Regions from separate parts of the Mus musculus genome. Here region 1 is linked to region 2. Evidence: chromatin contacts called from public HiChIP or PLAC-seq data. All regions are on one chromosome and are shown on one strand. Each heading gives the region's core, a stretch centred on a gene start, on an enhancer-like site or on the middle of the called end of the contact. The rest is flanking DNA. Distances are from core to core; before and after follow the strand shown. Region 1 has its middle 34 kb from the start of 1810007D17Rik. Region 2 overlaps Atrnl1 (attractin like 1).

Region 1 (3,439 bases), core at 516-3,015, 620 kb before region 2:
ACCCTCAGCGAGTGCATCCTCACCCACAGTGAGTGCATCCTCACCCACAGTGAGTGCATCCTCACCCTCAGAGAGTCAATCCTCACCCACAGCGAGTGCATCCTCACCCACAGCGAGTGCATCCTCACCCACAGCGAGTGCATCCTCACCCACAGCGAGTGCATCCTCACCCACAGTGAGTGCATCCTCACCCACAGCGAGTGCATCCTCACCCACAGTGAGTGCATCCTCACCCACAGGGAGTGCATCCTCACCCACAGTGAGTGCATCCTCACCCTCAGAGAGTCAATCCTCACCCACAGTGAGTGCATCCTCACCCTCAGAGAGTCAATCCTCACCCACAGTGAGTGCATCCTCACCCACAGCGAGTGCATCCTCACCCACAGCGAGTGCATCCTCACCCACAGCAGAACACAGGAAATGTGCGCACCAGAAGCAAGGAAAGTGAATCTGACTCCAGCTATGGTCTTCTAAAGCTTCACCTGCTCTTATGATGAGGATTTAGCAACATAACATACAGGGCTGGATATGAAGATCCTTTCTGTCTGGCTTTAAGAATGTCTTCCTTATATGTGGCCTCAGGGCAGAGGGAAATGGAGGTAGTTCTCCATGACCAACCAGCAGTGTGCTAGCCCGTGGGCATCAGTCAACAGTAGATTCTTTCTCTCAGGGTCAGAGTACTGGCCAGTACAAGATCCAAGATGGCTAAGGATGGTTCAGAGCACATCAGGAGCAAACCAGACACGGGGCAGCTTTGGAACTTATCCTATTAAATAAATCATTAGGCATACATGACATCTACGATGCATGTACATTCTAAGCTGCTTTCTGTCCTAATGGAAGAGTGTGTGTTTTTGGCTTGTGCACAGAGAGAAGCAGTAGTGACAGGTTTAGTGAGAGCAGCTGAGCATGGTGAGCAGTGGGGCTATGGTTGGGTGAACAGGAGTCAAAGGGAATTCAGCTTTACTCACAAGGAGTCAGCCATCAGTCTGAGACAGCAAGGATCAAGCAAGGACAATGTTCAGACCGTCCTGCTAATCAAGAGTTACAGGGAATAAAATAAAATAAAATAAAATAAAATGATAAGCTGACAGAGATCCGCCAGTGTCATGCATACCTCCTGATGTCCACAATGGCTCACAAGAACGCAATCCAAAGGTGTGGAAAGTAAAACCACTGTCTCTGGCCCTGAGCCACCGGCACAGACGTTTATACAACAGTCATACTTGTAGTTACTCACAGCTGACAGATTGCTGGACAAGGCAGCTTCTGAGCTGAGCCTGAGAGAACAAACAGCTTGTTTTGGTTAATAATGGGCAGTTTGTGAAATCAGAGATTATTTGAGCTACTCACCCGATTATCTCCATCAGTCACTCAGCCAAAGTCATCGCACTGGTCACTGTCAGTGACCCCAGCACTCCACAGACTTCGACTGTCATGTCCCATCTTAAAAGTCTGTCCAGGAAAGAAAGACAAGTGGCTCTGCTCTGGATTGGTCAAATGAAAAAATGTCTACCCCAGCAAACTCGGTGGTACCGAAGCCACAAAGGGCTTCACTCGAGATTAGAATCACTGTAGAGTCTGAGGGCTTTGACACTGGGCTTTTCTTTTGTTCTGTTTTTGCTTTATTGTGTAGATGAGTGTCTGATCTACTACTCTCATTTAACCCCGAATATCCTGGTCTTGGAAGTTAGGTAGGGCAGGTCCTGGTTACTGCTTGGGAGAACCTAGACTCTTGCTGGCCACCAGTCAGAGGCCGGATACACATCAGTAGAATGCTAATATAGAGCACACAGGAAAGACCCTGGAGCTTCCTCAGTCTGATAAAGGGCACTGCAGAGCAAGCTACAGCCAACATTACACTTAATAACCAAACATTAAATTCTTTTCCCATAGGACAGAATCAGGGCAAGGATATCTGAGCTCACATTCACTCGTTATTTGTATCACACAGTGTGCAATAAGACAAAAAGAAAAAAAAAGGCGTCTAAGTTGAAAAATATTAACAGATGCTAGTTTGTAAAATCCTATAGACTCTTAGAACTCAGTAGAACTAAGATGCAAACTCAGCAAGATACACAACAATGTTACAAATTACATTTACACTTGCAGTGAATAATTACATAATGAAGTTTAAAGAGATACTAAGTTAAAAGCTATAAAGCACATAAAATACTTTTAAAAATATCTTCCTTGTATCTTACAAAAATACACAAGAAAAGTCTGAAAAGAAAAGCCTGAAAAGCTACTTAGTCCTAATGCAGCTAAGAAGAGAGAAAGCCATATTTCAGAATCAGCGGGTCTCCAACTTAGCATATGGACTCAGTGAAATCCCCTTTCAGATGTTAAGATGAGTGACTTTAAATTTTAAAAGGAATTGCAAAGAACCAGAAAAGCAAGGCAGTCCTGACAAAGGTTAAATTGGTAGAGTCCCATTGCCTAAGATCAAGATTAACTCTCCTGTAGTCCAAATACTATGGAGGGGACTAGAGGGATGGTGCACTAGCTAAGAGCGTGTACTGCTCTCACAGAGGACCTGAGTTCAATTCCCAGCACCACACTGAGCATCTCACAACCCTCTGCACCTCCAGATCCAAGGAGAAGATCTGGTGCCTCCAGCCTTCAAGGGCACCTGCACTCACACATGTAATTAAAAATAATCTTAAAAGGAAAAAGACATTGTGATGTGGTACAAATATGATATGGAACAAAACAAGCAGTTAAAGAGACCTAAGCCTTGGTGCTGCAGGATCAGAAACTGACTGGACAGGCAGAAGGGCAAATGAGGGCACTGGGAAACTTTCCTATGGTGACCGATGTTCAAGGACATTATGGTCAAATGTTTGTATTTGTCAAAACCTACTGAGCACAACAATTGTGATGGCTGTTTGCAAAAACAGAAGATAGCAAGTGTTGGTGAAAATGGGAAATGCTGGTAGGAATGTAAAATAATGCTGTTGCTATGGAAATCAGCAGGACCTTCATTAAAAAAAATACAGAATTGCCATCCAGTTTGGTAATTCACTTACTAAATTACTATTTACCAATTATAGCTACACAACGATGTAAATATACTGTACTTAAACATGATTAAAATGTTCAATTAAAAAATCCACTCAATGTATGATATCATTTAATTCCGCCAATTCTGTTTGGTTTTTGTTGGGATGACCTGTCAATCAGTGGAAGTCGGGTATTGCAGTCACCCACTACTGTTGTGCTAGGCTTGTGAGTTTATCTTTAGGAGTTCTTCATAATGAAATTGGATGTACCTGTGCTGGGAGCATATATTTAGAATATTTATGTGCCCTGAACCAGTATGAAGTGGCCATCTTCATCTTTTCTCACTAATCCTTCTGTGAAGTCTAGTTTGTCTCATACCGGAATCTGTGTGCTCCTACATCCATTGGCTTAGAATACCTTTTCCATCCTTTCACTA
Region 2 (3,764 bases), core at 1,097-3,596:
CAAAAACAAAGAGTTGACATGCAAAGACTTGTGTTGCAAAGCACGTTTGTAATAAGCTGTGAACATGGGAGATTACAGGGCGGTCTCTATCTGTAGGTTTGATAACAGGTTTCCAACACTGGCAGACCCTCCTTGGCTGACTCACCAGGGCTGTCAGTATCGCCTCGATAAAGTGGCAGATTTGTCCCAGCCCTTCTGGACTGTCTGAGTAGGCAACAATCCCACACATCATGGAGAACGCATATAAATGCAGTCAAATACTCATACACATAAAAAATTAAAATATATAGTAATTTTATGTAAATTACTGGCAATACATTTAATGCCAGTACCCTTCTCTCTTATTTTCATTAATAAAATAAAACTCATATATTTAAAGAATCAGCTTGTAAGTTAATAGTAAAATCTATTGTTATGTAGGTTTCATGCTGCACATGACCGGGCAATAGTTCAGACATGTCACATATAATTTAATATTATTAATACACTTAAGACATAAATGTACTTAATTAATGCTAGAAGGTCTGATTGAAATTATTTTCTGGCTGTAACTTTAAGATGTGTTCTTTGATAAGCAGACATGTTGAAATTTATGAATCATACCTGTAAGTATTCACTTACACAGTGACACATTAAATGTTACTAACTTCATGGTATGCTCTGTGTATGATAATAACAGTGGCACTGGATAGACAGCACAAAGGAGTGAAAACTAATTGCCAACTGTGACTGTTTGTACATGCTTGGCCCAGGGAGTGGCACTGTTAGAAGGTGTGGCCCTGTTGGCTGTTGGAGTAGGTGTTTCACTGTGGGTGTGGGCTTTAAGACCCTTATTCTAGCTGCCTGGAGGTCAGCCTTCCACTAGAGGCCTTCAGATGAAGATGTAGAACTCTCAGCTCCTTCTGCACCATCTCTGCCTGGATGTTGCCATGTTCCTGCCTTGATGATAATAGAATGAACCTCTGAACCTGTAAGCCAGCCCCAATTAAATGTTGTCCTTATTAAGAGTTGCCTTGGTCATGGTGTCTCTTCACAGCAGTAAAACACTAAGACAAAAACATTGGTTTGGATAAATATATCATTTCCTTGTCTATGTATTGGAAAAATCAACATTGGTTGAGTGCTTGCAATCATTTACATGCACACAACTGTAAAGTACACCAAAGCTCCTTTAAAAGTAGGTACATCTAACTACTTCAACTCTGCTAAGGATGATTTCCGTGTGGGAACCATGGGTGTCTTAGTGACGGCAAATGAACATGTATTGTTCACAGTCTATAATGATCTCCATAATAACAAGTGTAACTGCTCAATTTGGTTTTCATCTTTAATTGGCTTTTTCTTATCACATTATCTAGGCAGGCACATTCAAAGCTAAAACTATATCTGTATCTCTCACCTGAAGACAATTCTCTCCGGGGGATGCAGAAATGCCTCAGGAGGTAAAGCGCCTACTGCATAAACGTGAGGACCAAGATCAGATACCCTGCACTGTGGGACTGTGATAGGAAGCCTATTTTGGTTGAATGGGGCTTGTTCCTGTACCCTGAGCATTTGGGCAGGGCTGAGATGTAGATCCCTGAGAGCTTATAGTCTAGCCAAAATGAAAGATGTAGCTTCAGTGAGAGACCCTGTCTACAAAACTATGGTGGACTGTAGGAGAAGACATAGAATGTCTACCTCTGGTCTCTGCACATGCTTGCACAGTGATCACAACTACACACACACACACACACACACACACACACACACACACACCTGCCTCAGAATGGATAAGCCTTCTTATAAGACACAAAACTTTGAAACTCTCAGAAGAAAGCATGAGGGGACAACCTCAAGAGCTAGGCAGAAGCAGTGCTCTGACCAGAACTCCTGGGCCAGGCACACAGGCAGGAAATATCAAATGGAATCGCATCAAGCTAAAAAGATTATAAAATATTTAAAAAATTAAGATGGGGGTGAAGAGTCGGACGGCAGAATGAAGAAAGCACCTACCTGTCTACAGAATGGAATCCAACACACAAGAAGTAAAAATGTAACCAATGCAAGGCAAGTAACAACCAGCAAGTGGGTCAGGGAAACAAGAGACTGCAGATGCAGAAGCACAAGCTGCAACAAATGTGTACAAAAAACAAAACAGAGTGATCCCTTTAGTCCTTAGGGAAATGCAAACCATAGCTGTACTGGAGTCCCCAGGCAGAAAGGCAACATCAACTTCTACAACAACAAAGCAGCAGGTTCTGGGGGTGGTGCAGGGGAAAGGCAGCACCTTTCACTCTCTTTTGGAAGGAAATAGGTCCAGCCTCTGTGGAATCTCTGAAACAGATTGATCCTGCCTCCTGAGTTGGGTGTTTGAATAAGATGGTCCTAAGAAGTCTTGGCATTTGAATAGTCCCTCAGGGCGGGACTTGAGGTTTTCAAAGCCTCCTGAATTTCCAGGAATTTTCCCTCTGCTTCCTTTATGTGGGTGGAGACCAGAGCTCTCTGCTGCTCCAGGGCCATTCCTCCCTGCCCGCTGTGGTGCTCTCGACCTTGGTAGTGACAGACTCCTATTGATATCTCTGGAACCACAATTCCTGAATAAACCTTCTTCTTCTCTGGCTTATCTCAGTCTCAGAGTGTTCTATCATAGCAACGGAAAATAAGCAATGAGTCTATTCTTTAATCAGTCCTGGTCAGCGTCCCTTCCCAGAGGGACACCTGCATAGCATAGACAGTTTGTTGTGGTTGTTGTTGTTGGGCTGTTCAAGTGCCAATTACAGGACAAGGCAGGAATCCATCAGCAGGTGAACATATAAAGAAAACATGGTCTATACACACCAAGGAGAATTATTTGGCCATCAGGGAAATGAAGTCATTTCACTGGAATCAGAAAATGGGTATGGCTGCAAGTGACCCACATTCAGAAAAGTAAAGCCAGACTCAAAGAGACAAGACTTTGCCTCATTATGTAGACAGAAAGTGGAAATCAACAAAAGAAAGAGTGAAATGTCAGGGATAGAGAAAGCAGAGGGGGAGGGGACAAAGTACAGGGCTGAATATGATTGAAGTACATTAAATGCAAATGTCATAGTGAAACCAATTTCCAAGTCCTTTGAACAATTGATATATGATTCTTAAAAGCCAAGCACTTTGTAGATTATAGGCATAAATTTATCATAGAACAAACCATGGGTTTTTCTTTGTTTGCTTAAGAGAAAGATCTACGTTGCCTACATAAGGCATATTTCTGGATGTATGTTACAGGGTTTTTAGAGAAAGATCCTGTAGACTGACCACCATCATTATCATCACCACCACCACCACCACCATCATCATCACCATCATCATCATCTCTCTACCTTCCGTGTATCAGGAAATCAACACTAGTCCTTGCCATATGCTTCCAATACCACGATGCTTTCCTTTACAATTGCCAGTGAAGGAGACATCTAACACAGTGAGCCGACATAGGAATCCCTCTGCAATCTGTGAGGCCTTCTGGCACAGGGAGGAGCACTACCTCTTAGTATCCTTCTACACTTTACTCCTCCCTACAGTTGAGGTCCTAGTGGAGTCTGAACAAACGCATCTTAAAAAACTCCATGCTTTCTCAATTTGGAGGTCTGTTTTCTCTAAGCTAGAAACCCATGAGCTCATCCATTCATATTTACATCTGTTCACGTATTAATTTTAACTTTTTCATTTAGTATTGTTTCTCTCAAATCTATGAAACTTTATAGTTTTAATAGATTTAAATAGTCCCAGGCAAGTATCCACAAACA

The links. HiChIP or PLAC-seq counts read pairs in DNA pulled down with a chosen protein or histone mark.
Region 1: a contact with region 2 is called in an H3K27ac HiChIP or PLAC-seq map of embryonic stem cells, with 3 times the contacts expected there. The contact joins two enhancer-like sites. A contact is called at or near these places in 3 of 115 datasets of contacts at active chromatin or transcription factors (embryonic stem cells and large pre-B cells).

What each region holds. Positions count from the first base shown.
Region 1 is chr19:58,570,732-58,574,170 of GRCm38.p6, reverse strand. No RefSeq gene overlaps it. Among named protein-coding and RNA genes, the nearest start is that of 1810007D17Rik, 34 kb to the left of the region's middle. Within about 2 kb of position 1,765, at least 7 of the 459 cell types and tissues checked have an H3K27ac peak or open chromatin away from gene starts, as enhancers often do. A contact at or near this core is called in embryonic stem cells, where this site is marked.
Region 2 is chr19:57,955,318-57,959,081 of GRCm38.p6, reverse strand. The region is part of intron 27 of Atrnl1 (attractin like 1); the gene reads right to left. Among named protein-coding and RNA genes, the nearest start is that of Gm52385, 31 kb to the right of the region's middle. Within about 2 kb of position 2,346, at least 5 of the 459 cell types and tissues checked have an H3K27ac peak or open chromatin away from gene starts, as enhancers often do. A contact at or near this core is called in embryonic stem cells, where this site is marked.